Linked DNA regions of Mus musculus: region 2 is linked to region 1. A link is a contact called in public HiChIP or PLAC-seq data. All regions are on one chromosome and are shown on one strand. The core of a region is the stretch at or near the end of the contact, and the rest is flanking DNA. Distances in the headings are between cores, read along the strand shown.

Region 1 (7,032 bases), core at 3,264-5,763:
GTCTTCTGCTTCTGGATCAAGATGTGCTATATCTCTGGTGTCATGCCTGCCTTCCTGCTGCCATGCTTCCCACCATGACGACCATGGACTCACCCTCTAAAAGTATAAGCCTCAAATTAAACACTTTCTTTTATGAGTTGCCTTCATCAAGGCATCTTGTCACAGCAATAAAAAAGTAGCTGAAACCCCCTTTCTGGTATGTGTGTGTGTGTGTGTGTGTGTGTGTGTGATTTCAACACAAGCTAAAGTTATCTGTGAAGAGGAATGAATACAGAAATTAGTACCTGGCTAGGGATATAGCTGTGATAGAGTTGACCCAGTAGTTTTTGGGAACCTTGGGCTGGAAAAGCTATTGAGTGCTCAGAGCCTACTGGACTTATTGTGGGAGCTTGAAAGATGATGCTGAGAGCCATGCAGCCAATGGAGGCTTGCCTTGTAAAGTTGGAGAGGGAAGCAAAGGCTCAACTGGTGCTGTTTGAATGATACTTTGTGTTAAAAAGCTATGGTTCTGGTCAGATAAGCCTCAAATTAAACACTTTCTTTTTCAAGAATCATCCATGATTAACAAGAGACCAGCACCACTGAAATCAACCTTTGCTTTACTGGGACACGTAGTGACAATTTCAGAACTTTTGTTTCTTTTTAAAAAATACAGAATTGAAGACCCAGAGATGAACCCACACACCTATGATCATTTGATCTTTGACAAGGGAGCTAAAACCATCCAGTGGAAAAAAGACAGCATTTTCAACAAATGGTGCTGGCACAACTGGCGGTTATCATGTAGAAGAATGCGAATTGATCCATTCCTATCTCCTTGTACTAAGGTCAAATCTAAGTGGATTAAGGAACTCCACATAAAACCAGAGACACTGAAACTTATAGAGGAGAAAGTAGGGAAAAGCCTCGAAGATATGGGTACAGAGGAAAAGTTCCTGAATAGAGAACAGCAATGGCTTGTGCAGTAAGACTGAGAATCAATAAATGGGACCTCATAAAGTTGCAAAGCTTCTGCAAGGCAAAAGACACCATCAACAAGACAAAAAGACCACCAACAGATTGGGAAAGGATCTTTACCTATCCTAAATCAGATAGGGGACTAATATCCAATATATATAAAGAACTCAAGAAGGTGGGCTCCAGAAAATCAAATAACCCCATTAAAAATGGGGCTCAGAGCTAAACAAAGAATTCTTACCTGAGGACTACCAAATGGCAGAGAAGCACCTGAAAAAAATGTTCAACATCTTTAATCATCAGGGAAATGCAAATCAAAACAACCCTAAGATTTCACCTCACACCAGTCAGAATGGCTAAGATCAAAAATTCAGGTGACAGCAGATGCTGGCGAGGATGTGGAGAAAGAGGAAGACTCCTCCATTGTTGGTGGGATTGCAAGCTTGTACAACCACTCTGGAAATCAGTCTGGCGGTTCCTTAGAAAATTGGACATAGTAATACCAGAGGATCCCGCAATACCTCTCCTGGGCATATATCCAGAAGGTGTCCCAACCGGTAAGAAGGACACATGCTCCACTATGTTCATAGCAGCCTTATTTATAATAGCCAGATGCTGGAAAGAACCCAGATGCCCCTCAACAGAGGAATGGATACAGAAAATGTGGTACATCTACACAATGGAGTACTACTCAGCTATTAAAAAGAATGAATTTATGAAATTCTTAGGCAAATGGATGGACCTGGAGGGCATCATCCTGAGTGAGGTAACACAATCACAAAGGAACTCACACAATATGTACTCAATGATAAGTGGATATTAGCCCAGAAACTTAGGATACCCAAGATATAAGATACAATTTGCTAAACGCATGAAACTCAAGAAGTACGAAGACCAAAGTGTGGACACTTTGCCCCTTCTTAGAATTGGGAACAAAACACCCATGGAAGGAGCTACAGAGACAATGTTTGGAGCTGTGACGAAAGGATGGACCATCTAGAGACTGCTATATCCGGGGATCCATCCCATAATCAGCTTCCAAACGCTGACACCATTGTATACACTAGCAAGATTTTGCTGAAAGGACCCAGATAGAGCTCTCTCTTGTGAGACTATGCCTGGGCCTAGCAAACACAGAAGTGGATGCTCACAGTCAGCTATTGGATGGATCACAGGGCCCCCAATGGAGGAGCTAGAGAAAGTACCCAAGGAGCTAAAGGGATCTGCAACCCTATAGGTGGAACAACATTATGAACTAATCAGTACTCCGGAGCTCTTGACTCTAGCTGCATATGTATCAAAAGATGGCCTAGTCGGCCATCACTGAAAAGAGAGGCCCATTGGACATTCAAACTTTATATGCCCCAGTACAGGGGAATGCCAGGGCCAAAAAGTGGGAGTGGGTGGGTAGGGGAGTGGGGGGGGAGTGTATGGGGGACTTTTGGGATAGCATTGGAAATGTAAACGAGGAAAATACCTAATAAAAATTAAAAAATACAGAAATATTATAAGAATGTTTTCATTTCAATCCCATGTGTGGTATATAAGACTGCTTCAGAATATTCACAACAGATGACTGTGATTTGCCTTACGCTCTAGCAGGGGTGTGACTTTGCCAGCAGCAGATAGTTTCTGTAATTGTGTGACATTGGGAATTCTGGGGACTGTTCAGAAGGTATATAAATGCTAGGGCCCCAAGAGGCGTTGTGGGTTGTTGGTTGTTGTTGGTTGTGGTTTGTTAGGTAGTTATGTGTAAAGAAGAAACAACAAGAAGAAATTAGATATCCTGACAGCAAAGATCAAACTTGCTCCAAGGAACTCAATGCCTCAAATCAGCAGGAAGTAATCTTATGATAACATCAATCCCCTTTCCCTTCTATTCTGTCCCCCCTCCCAGTCCTCTCCTACCTAGTGTTTGGGGGTTGAAAGGGTGGAAAAAGGGGTGGAGAAGGGTGGAAGAAAGAAGAACCCACAAAATAGCTCATGCTGGCTATGGGAACAATTGATGCCGGTTAGCTGAAGCTGAGAAATCAGCTGTGATTAAGAAGAAGAGCCCAGCATTATTGAGGTGAAACCTGGGAGTATTTTCTAAGAATCAGCACTCAGAAGCCATGGTCCAGAGGAGGCCAGGGGTGATTCTTATGGGGGCAGCCAAATTTGGTGATTGTATAAAGAGTCATCTAGGTGGTACTGGTTTTGAAGTCATGAGGGGCTTATGGAGAGAAGCTGAGGCTTAGCACTGTGAGAAGCCATTGGGACAGTGCAGGCTCAGCTGCAGTAGAAACCCCAGGACTGAAAGGGTCATTGAGAGACACTGGTGCTTGGCACCATGTGTAAGAGTCAGAGTCTCTGAAAGGAGAACAGGGGAAGCCATTGGTTGGGGGGTGGTGGTGGGGTGGAGCAGCCTCATTTCCAGAGGAGAACTCAGCATGTTGGTCACACCAGCATCCTGGGGTGACCGTCAAGGACAACAGCAGCCCTGGTGTGGGGTTGGCCTGAGCTATGAGATAAACTATGTGTTGCAAAGAGCAGAGCTGGAGCCAGAAGATCATGACTACAAGACATCATACATTAAGATATCCACAATGTTGTTGGAGCTGGGTTTTGCTGTCATTTGATTGTAACTGTGCCCTGGTTTCTTCTTCTTATAGTAACAAAGTGCATGACTTCTTTTTTATAGAAGTCCACAGATGAGAAAACTTTAAAAGAGACTTTGAAAGAGGATATATATCACACACACATACATGTACATACACATACATGTATACATGTATGTGTATGTGCATGTATATATGTATATGTGCATATGTGTACATGTATATATAGGTGTGTATGTGTGAATATGGGCATATATGTATGTCTACATGTGTATGTGTGTATGCACATATGTATACATATATATGTATACATGTATGACATATGTATGTACATATGATTTATTTTATTTTATGTGTAGAGTGTTTTGCCTGCATGTATGTTATATTGTATACATGCCTGGTGCCAACAGAGACTCGATAAGGATGTCAGATTTCTTGCAGCTGGAGTTGCAGATGACTGTGAGCCACCGTAAGGGTTCTGGAAGCCAAATTTAGGTGACCTTTGCAAGATCAACAAGTGCTCTTAGACCCTGAGCCATTTCTCCAGCCCCAAGACTGAATATTTTAAAGAGACTGATTTTTAACATGTTTAAATTTTTAAAGACTATGGGACTTTTAAAGGTATGCTATTTTTATATTGTGATATTGATATTAATATGACATATTGGGGATAAACAAGAGAGGAAAGATTATGGCTCAATAGTGATGACTGGTGTGTCAAATTGACAAGGGGTCTTTGTACTGTTTTTTTTTTTTTTTTTGTCTGTCAACTTGACACAAGCTAGAGTAATCTGGGAAAAAAAACTTAACTGAAAAAACAACGTGTCAGTTAGAGTGGCTGTAGGCAACTCTGTAGGGCATTTTCTTGATTAATAATGGATGTGGGAGGCTCAGGAAACAATGGGTGGTGCTGCCCTTGTGCAACTAGTCCTGGGTGAATAAGAAAGCCAGTGGGGCAAGCCCAAAGAGCAAGCTGTACAGTGCTCATCCATCTCATCCAAGCTGCTGCTTCAGCTCCTTCCTCCAGGCTCCTGCTGTGAGCTTCTTCCCTGACTTCTCTCATTGATGGATGATGATACAAAAGTGTAAGCTAAGTAAATCCTTCCCTCCCCAAGGGTTTTGTTGTTGTTGTTGTTGTTATAGTATTTTATCATAGCCACAGAAAGCAAACTATAACACTTTTGCTGATGGTTTGTATATGCCCGGCCCAGGGTGTGGCACTATTAGAAAGAGTGGCCTTATTGAAGTAGGTGTGACACTGTGGGTCTGGGCTTTAAGACCCTCATCCTAGCTGCCTGGAAGTGAGTCTTCTACCAGCAGCCTTCAGATGAAGATGTAGAACTCTCAGCTCATCCTGTACCATGCCTGCCTGGATGCTGCCATGCTCTCACCTTGATGATAATGGATTGAATCTCTGAACCTGTAAGCCAGCCCCAATTAAATGTCATTTATAAGACTTGCCTTGGTCATGGTGTCTGTTCACAGCAGTAAAACCCCAACAAAGACACTTTCCTATGACAGTTTTTATTTTTTATATTTTGGTAGACATTGTTTAGCTTAATCTTATTCATAGTCTTTATCGTGTTGTTAGTGGTTACTATAATTACTGATGCATGCTTTTTCAAAAGAGATTTTATTTTTGTTTTTTTAATTACGTGTGTATGTGTTTGTATATGTGAGTGCTGGTGTTCTCAGATGCCAGAAGAGGGTATCATATAAGGTCTTCTGGACCTGGAGTTACAGGCAGTGGTGAGCTGCCAGCACCAGTCCTGGAAACTGAACTTGGGTCCTCTGCAAGTTTAGTATAAAGTCTTAATTGCTAAGCTACTTCCCCAGCCCCAATCTCTTTACTGTTTTTTGATTTTGAGCCAAGACATAATATAGCCCAGGACGGCCTCAAACTCACTGTGTAACTAGAGATGACCTTGAACTCCTCCTGATCTTCCTGCCTCTATGTCCTGAGTGCTGGGATTGTATTTGTGTGATACTACACCTAGTTTATGCTGTGCTGGCCATTGCACCTAGGGCCCAGTGAGCATCAGGAAACCACTCTACCAACTGAGCCACATCCTCAGCCCTTCTTCCCCAATGATCTCTTTAAGCTTGAGACCAAATTCATTTTCCAATACAAAACTAGGTCCAGAAAGTTGAAATGATGTGCCTAGGTCACACTGCAAGTGCATGGCGCAGCTGGGGGACATTCCCGAGGTGCACTAAGTTTCCTATCTTAGCCAGTACATTCCACCCAGCTCCCTCCCATCCCTGTTACACCACTTCTAAAGTGAGGAGCTCCAGGTGACCTTCCTTCCAGGCCCAGTCTCCACACGCTTTCCTCAGGTCCACACCTGAAATCCCAGCTGCCAAGACAGAGATCCACAACAGTTTCAACAAGGCTGGGGCTGGGCTGGGAGAGGGCAGATGCTGTGCTTTCTCCTGCTGGGAGAGCAAGGCTGCAGGGGTTCCCACCACTGTGGCCAAGGCAATCAGTAGACTGGGGAAGCCAAGGGAGGGTGACTAGAGAGACTGTTGCCCTTTCCTCCCCCGACCACGGGCCAGGTTGTTCGGGACAATCCCCAGGGAAGCGAGACAAAAATCTACAGATTGTAGCAAAGCCGGCATAGCATCCACCCTGTCCTTGTCAGGCCGGAAACTGGCCTCAGGCCCGGGCAGATCCAGGCCTCTGGGAACGTTGGAGTCACGTCCATCTCACCATCCCACAGAGTAGGGCAGCCTTCCTACGTCAATGGAACTGAACTTCACTCTGACGTACTTTTAAAAAGTTTCTTTTCTTTATGTCTGCATGTGGGGCTGTATGTGCCTGTCACACGTGTGTCAGTGCCCGCAGAAGCCAGAAGAGGGCATTGGATCCCCTGAAGCTGGACCAAAAAGTGGTTGTGAGCCAGCTAATGAAGCTCAGGTCCTCTGAAAGAGCAGCAAGGGCTTTGAGCTACTGAAGTCTCTTCAGCTCCCATATTGCATTTCTGGAGTCTTGTACGTGTGCCAGGTCTGTGTCACCCAAAGACGGTTCCTATTCTCAGGGAAACAGCCTTCTCCCTGATCTCCTGTGAGACCCCAGTCTATCAGCTGAGTGGCCACGAACAGAGATTACTGTGGGGTCAGCTGTCAGAGAGTGTGTGTTATATTGTGTACATACATGCCTGGGGCCCACAGAGACTAGATAAGGGTGTCAGATTCCCTGTAGTTGGAGTTGCAGTCAACTGTGAGCCACCATGAGGTTTCTGGATGGGAGTTCAAGATGAGATTGGATTGACCTCTTTACCCCAGAGCCCATGAGCACCCACTGGGGCTGGATGCTGAGTGAGAGTTGGGGTTGAAACTCAAAAGCTGTCTCTTTCTAGTTCACTGGGTGGCCTACCATCCTCCCATAACAGACTGGGCTTGGCAGATCTCTACGAGTTCAAGGCTATTTTGGTCTATATAGAGTTATAGGCCAGCCAGGACTATATAGTAAGACCCA
Region 2 (6,334 bases), core at 2,920-5,419, 140 kb before region 1:
TCTCGCTCTGGCTCTGCTTTCATTTCCTAACCACCTTTCTTAAGTTTGGGTTTATTGAATGATCAAGGCTTATCCTCAGAGGGGCAGGGAGTGTGCTTTGGATGTGCCAAGTGAAGATAGTTTTAATCAGAGCAAGAATCTTACATGTTAAGTCTCAGAACATGTCAAAGTGGCGCCGCTTAAGCCTGGATTGAGGTGGTGAAATTGTGAGAGCCATAAAGGGAGGTGCTGAATATTGAGAAGGAGGTGTGAGCCAAGGTTGATCCTGGTTTTGGAACTTTGTGTGTATGAGACATGATCTTTTGTAGCGCAGGCTGGCCTGGAACTTGATAGATAGCTAGAGTGACCTTGAACATGTGACGTTCCTGCCTCTACCCCTTGAGTGTTGTGATAACTGTATTCTACCATGCCTGGTCCATGCAGTGGTGGGGCTGGAACTCTGGGCTTCCTATATGCCCAAGAACTCTACCAGCAGAGCCAAATCCCCAGCCTGGTTCTGGAATTTTCTTAGTGCCGTGGTCTAGAGGAGGCCCTTTGTCTTCTCTGAGCTCTGAAAGAGTTGGCTGCCCACCCCCACTGTCAGCTTCCAATCCAGTAGGCAGTGTTTAAGGTGTGGGAGTGGGCATGGTTCTAGGATTCCATGAAATGCCCCCCTGCTGAAGCTGTGATGTGTGTGTGTGTGTGCATGAGTGTATGAGTATATATGTGTATGTGTATGCATTCTTGTAATTTTATTTACATGTGACTATGCAAATATCTGTATATATGTTTGTATTTTTTAGATTTATTTTTATGTGTGCATATGTGTGGGACAGGAACCCTTGGAAGCCAGAAGAGGGCGTGGCTGGGATTCCCTGGAGCTGGAGTTACAAACTGTTGTGAGCTGCCCTGCATGGGCCCTGGGAACCAAGCAGGCCTCTGGAGGAGTAGCAGATGCTCCTAATTGCTGAGCCGTCTCCCCAGCCCCCACCAGGTTACTTATGGTGTGTGTGTGTGTGTGTGTGTGTGTGTGTGTGTGTGTGTGTGCGCGCGTGCGCGCGCGCACGCACGCATGCTATGCACACATGTGGCAGACAGAGGATGCTTTGTAGAGTTTTTCTTTTCCTTCCTCTTTTAATTTTCAGAACCAAACTGGTTGTCAGGCTTGTGTGGCAAGCCCCTCTCTCCACTAAGCACTCTCTTGGCGTGGGAGCTTTTCTCTTTCTTTTTAAGTGGGGTCTTAAGTCTGTCCCACTCACAGGAAACTAACGTTAGGGGAAACCAGCTGCGGTGTGGGCCCTGTAGGTGCTCTGTTGATTCTGACCTCCTCAGAGTCTTTTTATTTTATTTTTTTAAGATTTATTTATTTATTTCATGTATATGAACATATTATAGCTGTCTTCAGACACATCAGAAGAGGGCATCGGATCCCATTACAGATGGTTATGAGCCACCATGTGGTTGCTGGGAATTGAACTCAGGACCTCTGGAAGAGCAATCAGTGCTCTTAACCACTGAGCCATCTCTCTAGCCCCCTCCTCAGAATTTTTATTTTTGTGCGCAATGTGTATGTACACACCACACACACACACACACACACACACACACAAACACACTACAATGTTCTAGGAGTTGGACAGTGCCTTGTGCACGACTAAGCAGCCCCCATCCCCAGGGTTGCTCCCCAGCTCCTCCCCTTCCTTTCCAGTTACTTCCCACTGGAAACAGCACGGCTGCTCTTATCTGAGATCCCAGCGAGGTTTTACTGTGCCCGAGGAGATGTTGTTCCAGGAAAGTGTGGGTGTGAGTTACTAGATAGCTTTTGGAAAATAGGACCTAGACACGTAAAGATAGAAACATGAGAATTGGAACCTTAAATGGAGTCTGGAGAGTTTCTCGTGAATGTTTAATGGTGGAGGAATTAGAGGTGTACTCGGGGCTGGTTCTTGATGTTTTGTCTGTTTGGTTGCTTTGGTGCTGGGGATGGAGATTTTTTAATTCTTAGGCCACGGAGATGGCTCTGTGCTTAAAGCAGTTGCCTTACAAGTGTAAGGAAGGACTGGAGCTTGGATCCCCAGAGCCCAAATAAATGCCTGGTGGGATGGCAGCCTGTCTGTAACTCCAGCACACAAAGGTGGAGACGGGATCTCTGGAGAAAGTGGGCTAGCTCTCGAGTCTTGCCATACCAGTGAGCCACGGGTTTTCTTAAGGATGATTCTTGACATCAGCTTCAGCCTCACCGTGCATGTGCACACGTGTGCAGAGCACCCACGGCACAAACAGATGTGCATGCACGCCTGTGTCGACTCAGACACAAAGAGTGGAAGAGAAATATCGTCACTGTTGCCTTGAAGTTCTTAGGAACTTGAAGGCCTTGGGAACAATGACTTAAGGCTCCATAACAAGTTTGAACCCCGGGAGTTTGTGCTGTGTTGTTCCATCATGGCAAACCTCTCTGGAGTCTGTGACCAAACTTCCCCATTCATCTCATTTCTGAACGTGGGAACCATTGGAGACCTTGTCTGAAGCTGCAGTTGGAAACGTAATAACAAGCAGAGCTATTCCATTGGAACTTTGTGAACTGGGAAGGTCTCCAGTAAGACAAAATAAACACAAGAACCCATGCCCTATATTTCTCACTAGCACAGGAGTCCCTTGTGTGTGTGTGTGTGTGAGAGAGAGAGAGAGAGAGAGAGAGAGAGAATTATGTGTTGACAATTACTTCTAATCTACTGCTGTTAGATGGGCAAGAAATTTTCTTTTTTTGAAATTTAATTCTACATGTATTTTTATGTGTATGTATGTGCCTGTGTCTGTTTATGTGTCCCATGTGTGCAGGAGTCAGAAGAGGTCAGAACCCTTGCTTGAGGTTCCCTCCAGTTCCCTTGAGGTGAGAGAGGTGGATTTGAGTCACTGTATGGGTGCTGGGAACCGAACCCAAGTCCTCTGGAAGAGCAACCAGCTCTCTTACCACTAATCCATTGCTCCCTGCACTCCTGTGAGCTTCTGGTCCTCCTTCCTCTACGCACTCAGTGCTGGGATAACAAGCGCACACCTCTATACGTGGTTTAGGCAGTGCTGAGGATTGAACCGGGACTTCATGCGTGCTAGCCTCACATTCCACAACTGAGTCACATCCAGACTGCCACAGGCCTTCTCCAAGACTAGCTTCCAACTTTTTTTTTTCTTTTAAAAGGTTTTCTGTTTGTGTGTTTTTGTTTTGAGAAAGGTCTCTCATGTAGCCCTGGCTATCCTGGGAACTCACTATGTAGACCAGGCTGACCTCTGAGTTACAGAGATCCACCTGCCTCTGCCTTTTAAGCATAGGATTAACGGCGTATACCACCTTACCTAGCTTCTTTATAAGCACTCTTTAGACTAGACACTATTGAGGTGGTTTTTGTTGGGGTGCCTTCCAAAGCATGTGGGTACTGTAGAGGATAAAGACACATCTTGGGTTCCTGCTGTTCTAGAAACTTCCATGGTATACTTGAAATTTCATGTTCTTTCTTCTGGTTCTTTGTCGTTAGACACTAGAATTAATCAGCCAAATATGCAGTCGCTTTAGAAATTAGAAATTTAAATCTTACTGTTCCCCAAACCAAATAGAACACAGAGATTCTTTTAGATCAACTCTAAAACAAGTTGGTGGGCAAAAAAAAAAAAAATGTTGATAAAGTGATCTTTGATCTCCATGGTGAGCAGCTGAAAATGATTATCAGTTCGTGTGTGTGGAGATTGTATGCACACATGTGTGGAGCTCAGAGGACAACATGGACTCTCTCTCTCCAACCATGTGGTTCCCAGAGATAGAACCTGGGCTGCCAGGCTTGGCGGTTTCACCTTCCTCTGCTGAGCCGTCTCACCTGTTCTTCCGCCTAATTACTTTTTAAATTTTAATTCTATTTTATTTTATTTTATAGTCTACGGAGGCTTTTCTGTTTGAGCTTTGCACCTCTAGAGAAAGGACCCCAGGGGTCTCCCTCCTGTGTGTTTTGGTCTCGCTTCTTTGTGGTCCCTGATGCTAGCTGGGGTTGTCAGCACAAGGAAACCAAACTGACAGCGTGGACACAGATTGTTCTGCCATTTCTCTAGGTGTTTGAGTTGCAGATCAAACCTAGGGCTGATCGCGCTACACTTGCTCAACCTGCCCGTGAGGGTTCACATTGATTTTCCCAGCTCTGTGATCATCAGTGATGCAAACTCACCATGTGACCGTGCTTCATCATCACAGTTAGGAACCGAACGATGGCTTTGACACATGGCCTGATGAGGACCCGGCGTTTGCCTCTCTTCTCAGCATTTTTGGTGCTCTTGAGAGCACCTGCCAGGACATTCATGGTGATGAGGAGTCTTTAATTTTATTTTTGAGACAGGGTCTCACTGTGTAATCCCCAATCTGAGGTAGTGCAAACAGAGGCATCATTATATAGAGCAGGCTGGCCTGCCGCTCTCAGAGGTCCTCCTGCCTCCGCCTCTCAGATACTGGATTAAAGATGTTAAACGCTATGCCCGGCCACCTTCCGATTTGAGATGTGGTCTCCAATTGAAGCTGAGGCTTGCCCATTCTGTTAGACAGGCTGGCCAGTGAGTCCCAAGGATTGTCCTGTCTCTGCCTCTTCTGTTGGGATTATAGAGAGATCACTACACTGTTTCCATGGGTCCTGGGGATCTGAAGCCAGAGCTTCACACCGCACGGCCTGTGCTTTATCCACTGTAGTATCTTCCCAGCCCCCTTCTTCTGGTCTTACCTCACACAGGCTCCGCCTCTCTCTACTGCATGACTACAAAGTCAGTCTGCTACTTCTGTTCTTTGAGACTGGGTGTCATGTAGCTAAGACTGTCCTTGAACTCTGTGTGTAGTTGAAGACAGCCTTCAATCCCTGATTCTCTTGTATCCCCGTCCCACGGGTGCGATTACAGAGGTGTACGTACCAAACCAGCTTTGTGTGGTTCGGGGAACAAAACCCAAGGCTTTAAGCACACGAGGCAAGCACTCAGCTAGCTTGACCATATTTGCAGCCCTGTCTGCAGAGTCTTGACTGGACCTTGCTTCCTTTTGCTTCAGGACTTCCTTCCTCCCTGCAGAGAGAGGCAGTAGGTAGGAAGTGCTGAGCATAGCAGCTGAGAGAGGCAGGGCCACTGGGCAAAGGTTTATGGGCCTGTTCAGAAAAGGGGCTAGATGGTATCAGTGGTAAGCCATTGGGCTGCTACATTTACTGATGTAGAAAGTTCACATGGACTGGGGAGATGGCTCAATTGGTGAGGTCTTGGAATGCAAGCACAAGTGCCCAGGCTTGTTCCCCCGGACCCATGCTAACACAAAGCAAAACAGAACTGTGGCAGCTTGAGTTTGTAATCTCAGTGCTGGAGAGGTGCACACAGGCGCTTCCCCTGGGGCTTGCTCAGCCGATCTAGCCTGAGCAGTGAACTCCAGGCCAGTGGGAGACCCTGTGCCTGCCTAGAGTGCCTGAAGCCCTGGGCTCCGTCCACAGCATCACAGAAAATCAGTTATGAAGATGCATACTCATAACCCCAAATCTGAGGTAGAGCCAAAAGGAGCATCAGGAGCTGACAGTTGTCCTTAGCTGTAGAGAGAGTTCAAGGGTAGCCTGGGCTCCATGATACCCTGTCTCAGGAAAAAATATAAAAGGCAGAATATAATTGAGGAATATAACTTATGTTGACCTCTGGCCTCCATGTGTACACACACACACACACACACACACACACACACACACACACACACACACATACAAACAGAGTGAACAGTGGCTTGAAGTGGCTGAGGTGCCACAAGGGGTCTGGCAGCTGTGGCTGGTTGTTCTAACCTGGTTGTGGCAGAGAAAATGGAAGATGGGTAGAGGGAAAAGGTCCATTAGAGATAAGAGCCAGGAGAAAGAGTGAGTAGAGCTGGGGAGAAACAAGGGGATCTGGGATGATCACCTGGTCTGGCTTGACTAGTGATGTCTGCACTCCTAGGGGCTTGTGTTGCTATTGTGGGGGTGGGGCAGGTAGATTAGGAGTGCGTTCATTCTGATTTCTTTCCATTGTTGTGATAAAACACCTAGACCACAGTAGCTTGGGGAAGAAAGGGTTTGTTTAGCTTTGAGGGAAGCAAGGGCAGGGACTCTAGAATGAACTGGAAGGCTGGCTGGCTTGCCATTCTGTCTTTAAGCAAAGAATGCACTCACTGACAAGGAAGTACAGCAGAAACCGTGGAGCACACTGCTTGGTGATCACCCAGGGCCAACTGCACTGGGAATGGAGCCGTCCACAGTGGGCTGGGTCCTCCTACATCAAATAACAATGCAGACAGTCCTCTACAGACTTGTCCGCAGGCCAAAGCCCTCAA

Evidence for each region. HiChIP or PLAC-seq counts read pairs in DNA pulled down with a chosen protein or histone mark.
Region 2: an H3K27ac HiChIP or PLAC-seq map of embryonic stem cells shows a contact between it and region 1, with 5 read pairs. The contact joins two enhancer-like sites. A contact is called at or near these places in 5 of 484 Hi-C or Micro-C datasets (all in embryonic stem cells), 4 of 115 datasets of contacts at active chromatin or transcription factors (all in embryonic stem cells) and 1 of 9 other capture datasets (embryonic stem cells).

Annotation. Positions count from the first base shown.
Region 1 is chr1:119,354,587-119,361,618 of GRCm38.p6, reverse strand. No RefSeq gene overlaps it. Among named protein-coding and RNA genes, the nearest start is that of Gm33388, 53 kb to the right of the region's middle. Within about 2 kb of position 4,513, at least 2 of the 459 cell types and tissues checked have an H3K27ac peak or open chromatin away from gene starts, as enhancers often do. A contact at or near this core is called in embryonic stem cells, where this site is marked.
Region 2 is chr1:119,497,471-119,503,804 of GRCm38.p6, reverse strand. All of the region lies in intron 1 of Ralb (v-ral simian leukemia viral oncogene B), which reads left to right. It also overlaps the pseudogene Gm29454. Among named protein-coding and RNA genes, the nearest start is that of Ralb, 4.1 kb to the left of the region's middle. Within about 2 kb of position 4,169, at least 46 of the 459 cell types and tissues checked have an H3K27ac peak or open chromatin away from gene starts, as enhancers often do. A contact at or near this core is called in embryonic stem cells, where this site is marked.